Regions from separate parts of the Zea mays genome. Here region 1 is linked to region 2. Evidence: chromatin contacts called from public Hi-C data. All regions are on one chromosome and are shown on one strand. The core of a region is the stretch at or near the end of the contact, and the rest is flanking DNA. Distances in the headings are between cores, read along the strand shown. Region 1 holds the start of LOC100501454 (nine-cis-epoxycarotenoid dioxygenase6). Region 2 holds the start of LOC100280417 (Rop guanine nucleotide exchange factor 14).

Region 1 (2,700 bases), core at 125-2,624, 180 kb before region 2:
CAGGAACTATTAAATGGTCCGTGCCCCAGACCAGCCCGCCAGGCACGACCCATTTGTCCATCTATACCTTCGCACGATAATGATGGTGCTCACCTCAGTTGCCGCCACCTCGTTCGTCATTCTGCTTATTTTCTCTCTCCCCTCATGCCTTCGCCTCCGTGCCACGCATTCTCGGCAGACGGCGTGGGAGCAGGCGTCTCCTCTCCGTATTAGTCCGACACCAGCCCCGACACCGACCCGCGCAGTGGCTATTGCACGTCCACGAGGGTGTTTCATAGCATGCACGCACCATCGTTTTCGCTGTCGTCGGACGTCCCGTTCGTCTTCTTGGCCTTCGCCCTTTTCTTTCTCCCCAACCTGCTGCCCCTGCCTACGGTCGCAGCCGTGAGCCGACCGACGCTCGTCAACGCGGGTACGGGCAAGTCAATCTTGCTCCTAACTTTTCTTCGTGCGTGTTGCCGAGGAGGACACGACGGTGCCTGCCACACTTAGGTTATCTTGGCGATGACGAGTCCAGATCTGAGATATTGGACAATCAAAGCCTGTAGCGCGGCAGTAGTCGACATATGCTACGGAGTTGGTGGTGGTGTTGTGTCGCCTCGGCGGATCCAGGGCTGGAAGGCACTCGCATTCTCTCGCCTTTTTCGGACTGACGCCTGGTGCGGGTGCCTCTCGGTTTGGAGTTGCCCTGATTGGGCTTCTTTCTCCGCTTGTGTGCTGTCTCCATGTATGTATCTAGCGGTATATTACCTATGTCGCCTCCAGATGTCCATGTCTTCGTCGTGTCCTTCTCCGGCAACGAACATGTATGACTGCCTCTTTCCTTCCCTTCCTGGTCTACGAAACTTTGGAAGTGGGAGAGGCGATGGATGAGGTCCCTGATTTGCTACCTATGGTACCCATTCGATGGTTTGACATCGCCTGTCTACATGACCTTTTCTTTACCACGATGTCGACTCGCTTAGTCAAATAAAAAAAATTATGCAGAAAGCAGAGACAATCAATAAAAATCTTTAGATCTTTTTGGTGCATAGTTTACGTGGGTATTGTTATGAGTTGTTGCAACGCACGGGCAACCGAATAGTAACAGATTAAAACGAAACAAAACACACACAAGTGCGTGTACCGTTAAGTATATTTTGGTTTGTTTGCTCTGATATTTTTATTTCTTTATCATGCCCTTTTTCAACATATGAAACGTAGCGCTCCAAAATCCATCTATATACATGCGCCTTTTGCAGGGGTAGTCTATATGACAAGGATCAGCCACCACTTCTATGATTAGTAGTACTATCTCCCTAGATCCTCGAGCTAGCGCTAGGCCTATATATATGCAAGGTCAGAAGCACTTCTTTCTAGCACACCAATTTGGTGAGCAGATTGCGCTGCTCCATAATTACTTGTGCTCTAAGCTTTGATCCAAATCCACACACATTGATCTAAAGGCCAGGTTGCAGAATGGAGAGAACACTGATCACCTCTAACCTCTGCTTGAGTGCACACGCTTCAAGATCGTCCCGGAGGGTTCACTACATCCCTCCTTCCGCCTCTGCTGCTGCACACAACTCCAGCTACAGGAAGAAGAGTGCCCCGTCTCTGCCGCCGTCGGCCGCCGCATCTGCCACTGTTGTCACCGCCCCTCCGTCCACTGACAATGTCCAGTCCACTGCTCCGAAACAGACCGGGCGACAGGAGCTGGAAGATCTCGTGGCCGCCAAGACCAGCACTTCAAGAACTGCACGTGCGCCGAGCCAGGCTCGGGCTCGGGCTCGGGCTGAGCCTCGCCGCCGGCCTGCCCCGGCAGCCACGTCCCTGCCAATGGCGTTCTGCAGCGCGCTGGAGGAGGCGATCAACACGTTCGTCGACCCTCCGGCGCTGCGGCCGTCCGTGGACCCCCGGAACGTGCTGTCGACCAACTTCGCGCCAGTGGACGAGCTGCCGCCGACGCCCTGCCCCGTCGTGCGCGGCGCCATCCCGCGCTGCCTCGCCGGGGGCGCCTACATCCGCAACGGGCCCAACCCGCAGCACCTCCCCCGTGGGCCGCACCACCTCTTCGACGGCGACGGCATGCTGCACTCGCTCCTCCTCCCGACGGCGGGGTCCCCGCCGTCGTCGGACCCCGTCCTCTGCTCGCGCTACGTGCAGACGTACAAGTACCTCGTGGAGCGTGACGCGGGAGCGCCGGTCATGCCGAACGTCTTCTCGGGTTTCCACGGCGTGGCCGGCCTGGCGCGCGGCGCCGTCGTGGCGGCCAGAGTGCTCACCGGGCAGATGAACCCAGCCGAGGGCGTGGGGCTCGCTAACACCAGCCTCGCCTTCTTCGGCGGCCGCCTCTACGCGCTTGGCGAGTCGGATCTCCCGTACACCGTGCGCGTCGACCCGGCCACCGGCGAGGTGACCACGCACGGCCGGTGCGACTTCGGCGGCCGCCTCTTCATGGGCATGACCGCTCACCCGAAGAAAGACCCCGTCACCGGCGAGGTCTTCGCGTTCCGCTACGGCCCCGTGCCGCCGTTCGTCACCTACTTCCGGTTCGACCCGGCCGGGAACAAGGGCCCCGACGTGCCCATCTTCTCGGTGCAGCAGCCGTCGTTCCTGCACGACTTCGCCGTCACGGAGCGGTACGCCATCTTCCCGGAGATACAGATCGTCATGCAGCCCATGGGCATGGTGACGGGCGGCGCGCCCGTGGGGTCTGAC
Region 2 (2,829 bases), core at 141-2,640:
TAATATACCGGATACTTGTTTATTATGTACACTGTATTTAATTTACAGTATTATATCTAATTCGCAATTGACAAAGTCGTCGTTTTTATGGAAAAAAATTGGCCCTAAAGCACACATGCACGTAGTTTTATTTTATCCTATATAAAATCCGGCGTGACACTCGGGGACGGGGACCAAGCAGACGATGGACGGCTTTGTCTCTAGCGATCCTTCTATTCTTCGGCTAACATCAATGCATCCGTCTCTGTGCGCGTAGTACGCTGTCAGCTGAGCCATCGAGCCAGCCAGGATCTCCGAGGCGTTCATCAGCACCGTAGCGATTAAAATCAATGCTGCACAAATCCGTAGAGCGGTCCGTTTTCGTTTCGGTTTCGGCTGCACGCACAGATGCTGTACTGCTCTCTCTCTCTCTCACCCTCGGCTGCAGGAGGCCAGAGGAGAGGATGGAGTGGGAGGACGAGATGCAAGCAACGTCGCCATTGCAGTAGAGCATTGGATGCTGTGTGCACCACCCAGGCCCCCACCCACCCGGAGCATGCAGATGGCTCCAATCCCTCTCACCGGCACCGCCTCGTGGTTTCTGGTTTGGTCAATGCAAGCAAACCTGGGGAAAAGCTAAGGATATCACACTACTAGTGGAGGAGGCTAACAAAGTTCTCCTTTAAAAAAAACACACAAGTGCTACTATGGCCGGGTACCGTGAAAAGTTGTGGAGGGAGAGAGTGATGCATCATCACATGAGCCTGTCTGTCTGCGTTGCTCAAAAGTTGGATCGTGGGAGCTCGTTGAGCGACGTCTAGCCGCGGCACGGATGAGATCGTCCCATGTAGTAGTAGCCGTGTAGGCCGTCAGTTGCTGCCGCTCGCTCACACGTCCGGTCCTCTCCCAAGTCCGAATCGCTCGATTCAATCACCTGGTCGCTGTTGCTGCTTACTCCGTCTTCCTCCAGCATTTATTACTCAATAGAGTCAGTCGGTCTCGGACAGTTCCAACTCCATTTTCACGACCACACGCACTCCCGAGTCCCATCCACTCCTTCGGTCCTTCCCCTTCCAGTTCCAGCTTCCATCCCTTTCCCTTGCCTGCGCTACTGCTCCCCCCTGCGGCGAGCGGCGAGCAGCGAGCAGCGTGCTCTCTCTCTCTCTCTCTCTCTCTCTCTCTCTCTCTCTCTCTCTCTCTCTCTCTCTCTCTCTCTCTCTCTCTCTCTCTCTCTCTCTCTCTCTCTCTCTCTCTCTCTCTCTCTCTCCCTCCCTCCCTCCCTCCCTCCCTCCCTCCCCCCCCCCCTCCCTCCCTCCCTCCCTCCCTCTCTCTCTCTCTCTCTCTCTCTCTCTCTCTCTCTCTCTCTCTCTCTCTCTCTCTCTCTCTCGCTCTCTCTCTCTCGCTCTCTCTCTCTCTCTCTCTCTCTCTCCCCCCCCCCCGGGCTAAGTCCATTTGGCTTCTCCTCCGTGTCGGACGCCCGCTGGTCGCTGACTCGTGTTGCTGTTGGGGCGGCGTCGACGCTGCAAAGGTACTTCGGCTGCCCCTCTCTCCCTCTACCCTCCTGCCGACCCCGACATTCCGCAAAGAACCTGTATTATCTCAGAAATGCCGCGCGGTGCTGCTCCAGTTCCTGCCGCAGTGCGTGCCTTCCCGGCCCCGAGAGCTTCGTGTTCCCCGCCTTCTCCTCTCCTTCATCACTACTACCACAGGGGAGGGGAAGACTAGCGTTGGGTGATCTTTGCAAGATCGCTGCGCTTTTATTTATTTATTTATTTATTTATTTATTTATTTATTTGCAGCTGTTTGCGGTCCGGCGACCGGCCTGCTTCTCATTCGAACCCAATCAAATGCTGATGCTACGGTGGGGTTTCGTCTCCTCCTGTCTTTTTCAGTTATTGCTGCTGGCATTGCGGCGCGGTAAGAGGAGAGGAGCGAGGAGGGATCGGCGGAGAATGAAGATGAAGGCGCTGGCGTGCTGCCGGCGGCGGCCCCAGGACTTGAGCATCGACATGGACCAAGAGCCCGACAGTAAGCAATCCTCACTCCCTCCCAACAGTAATCTAGATCCTGGGGGCGACAACAGAAGATGAGAAAATATATATCCACCAGCTTTTTCACCTGCCGCACTGCGCACAACAGAAGATGAGAAAATGTATATAAAAAAATAAAAAAGGGATAGGTAGACACTAGACACCAGTAGAGGCTAGAGAGCGACGGCAACGTGGGCGACGTCTCGTCCCTACAGTGTCCCTCCCATTGAGCAGCGCCCAGGCCGTGCGGTGGGTTGGGAACGTGCGAGGGGGTCACAGGGAGATTGGAGCGACGAGACACACGGCCTTGTGCCCCACCTAATGCGACCAGGGGCCGGCCCGGCCGCGCCAAACCATGTTCTGCATTCACAGCTGTAGTAGCTTGCTCCTTCCATTGCAAGTTTGCAACAGCCCGTAGACTCCATGCGAGCCATTTTTGTGTCAGCCTGAGTGCCTGACTGCCATTTGCGTTTACCTTTGTGGCTAGCTCTCCATGGATCGCACAATCGAATGAGAGTTCCTTTTGCTACTTCCATCTATCTTTATAATTTTTTTATATTAGAGCTCGTTAGCATGCAGGTTTGTATACAGCTCAGAACAGGAGTGGTCCTCGGCTGTTTTCTGCAATGTCAGGCGCGCGCCGTGCGGCATCTGCGCCCTTTTATTGACTTTGTGCGCAAAAGACTAGCTAGCCGGTTTCCTCACTCATTAGTGATACACTGCTGCTTTTTAGACACTGCGCGGGGGAAAGGCACCCGTCGTTGGACTTCATTACGTTGCTGCAAGATTCTTGCAACTGAACAGTTCTCGACGGAATGCC

What was found. A called contact is a pair of places that touch in the nucleus more often than the background predicts.
Region 1: a contact with region 2 is called in a Hi-C map of ear, with 1.8 times the contacts expected there. The contact joins the promoter of LOC100501454 here to the promoter of LOC100280417 in region 2. A contact is called at or near these places in 2 of 25 Hi-C or Micro-C datasets (ear and leaf).

What each region holds. Positions count from the first base shown.
Region 1 is chr4:164,879,884-164,882,583 of Zm-B73-REFERENCE-NAM-5.0, reverse strand. It overlaps LOC100501454 (nine-cis-epoxycarotenoid dioxygenase6), which reads left to right and starts at 1,374. Exons shown (of 1, transcript NM_001196164.2): 1 at 1,374-2,700. The coding sequence starts at 1,459.
Region 2 is chr4:164,699,007-164,701,835 of Zm-B73-REFERENCE-NAM-5.0, reverse strand. LOC100280417 (Rop guanine nucleotide exchange factor 14) reads left to right here and starts at 1,390. Exons shown (of 8, transcript NM_001153340.1): 1 at 1,390-1,507; 2 at 1,779-2,007. The coding sequence starts at 1,827.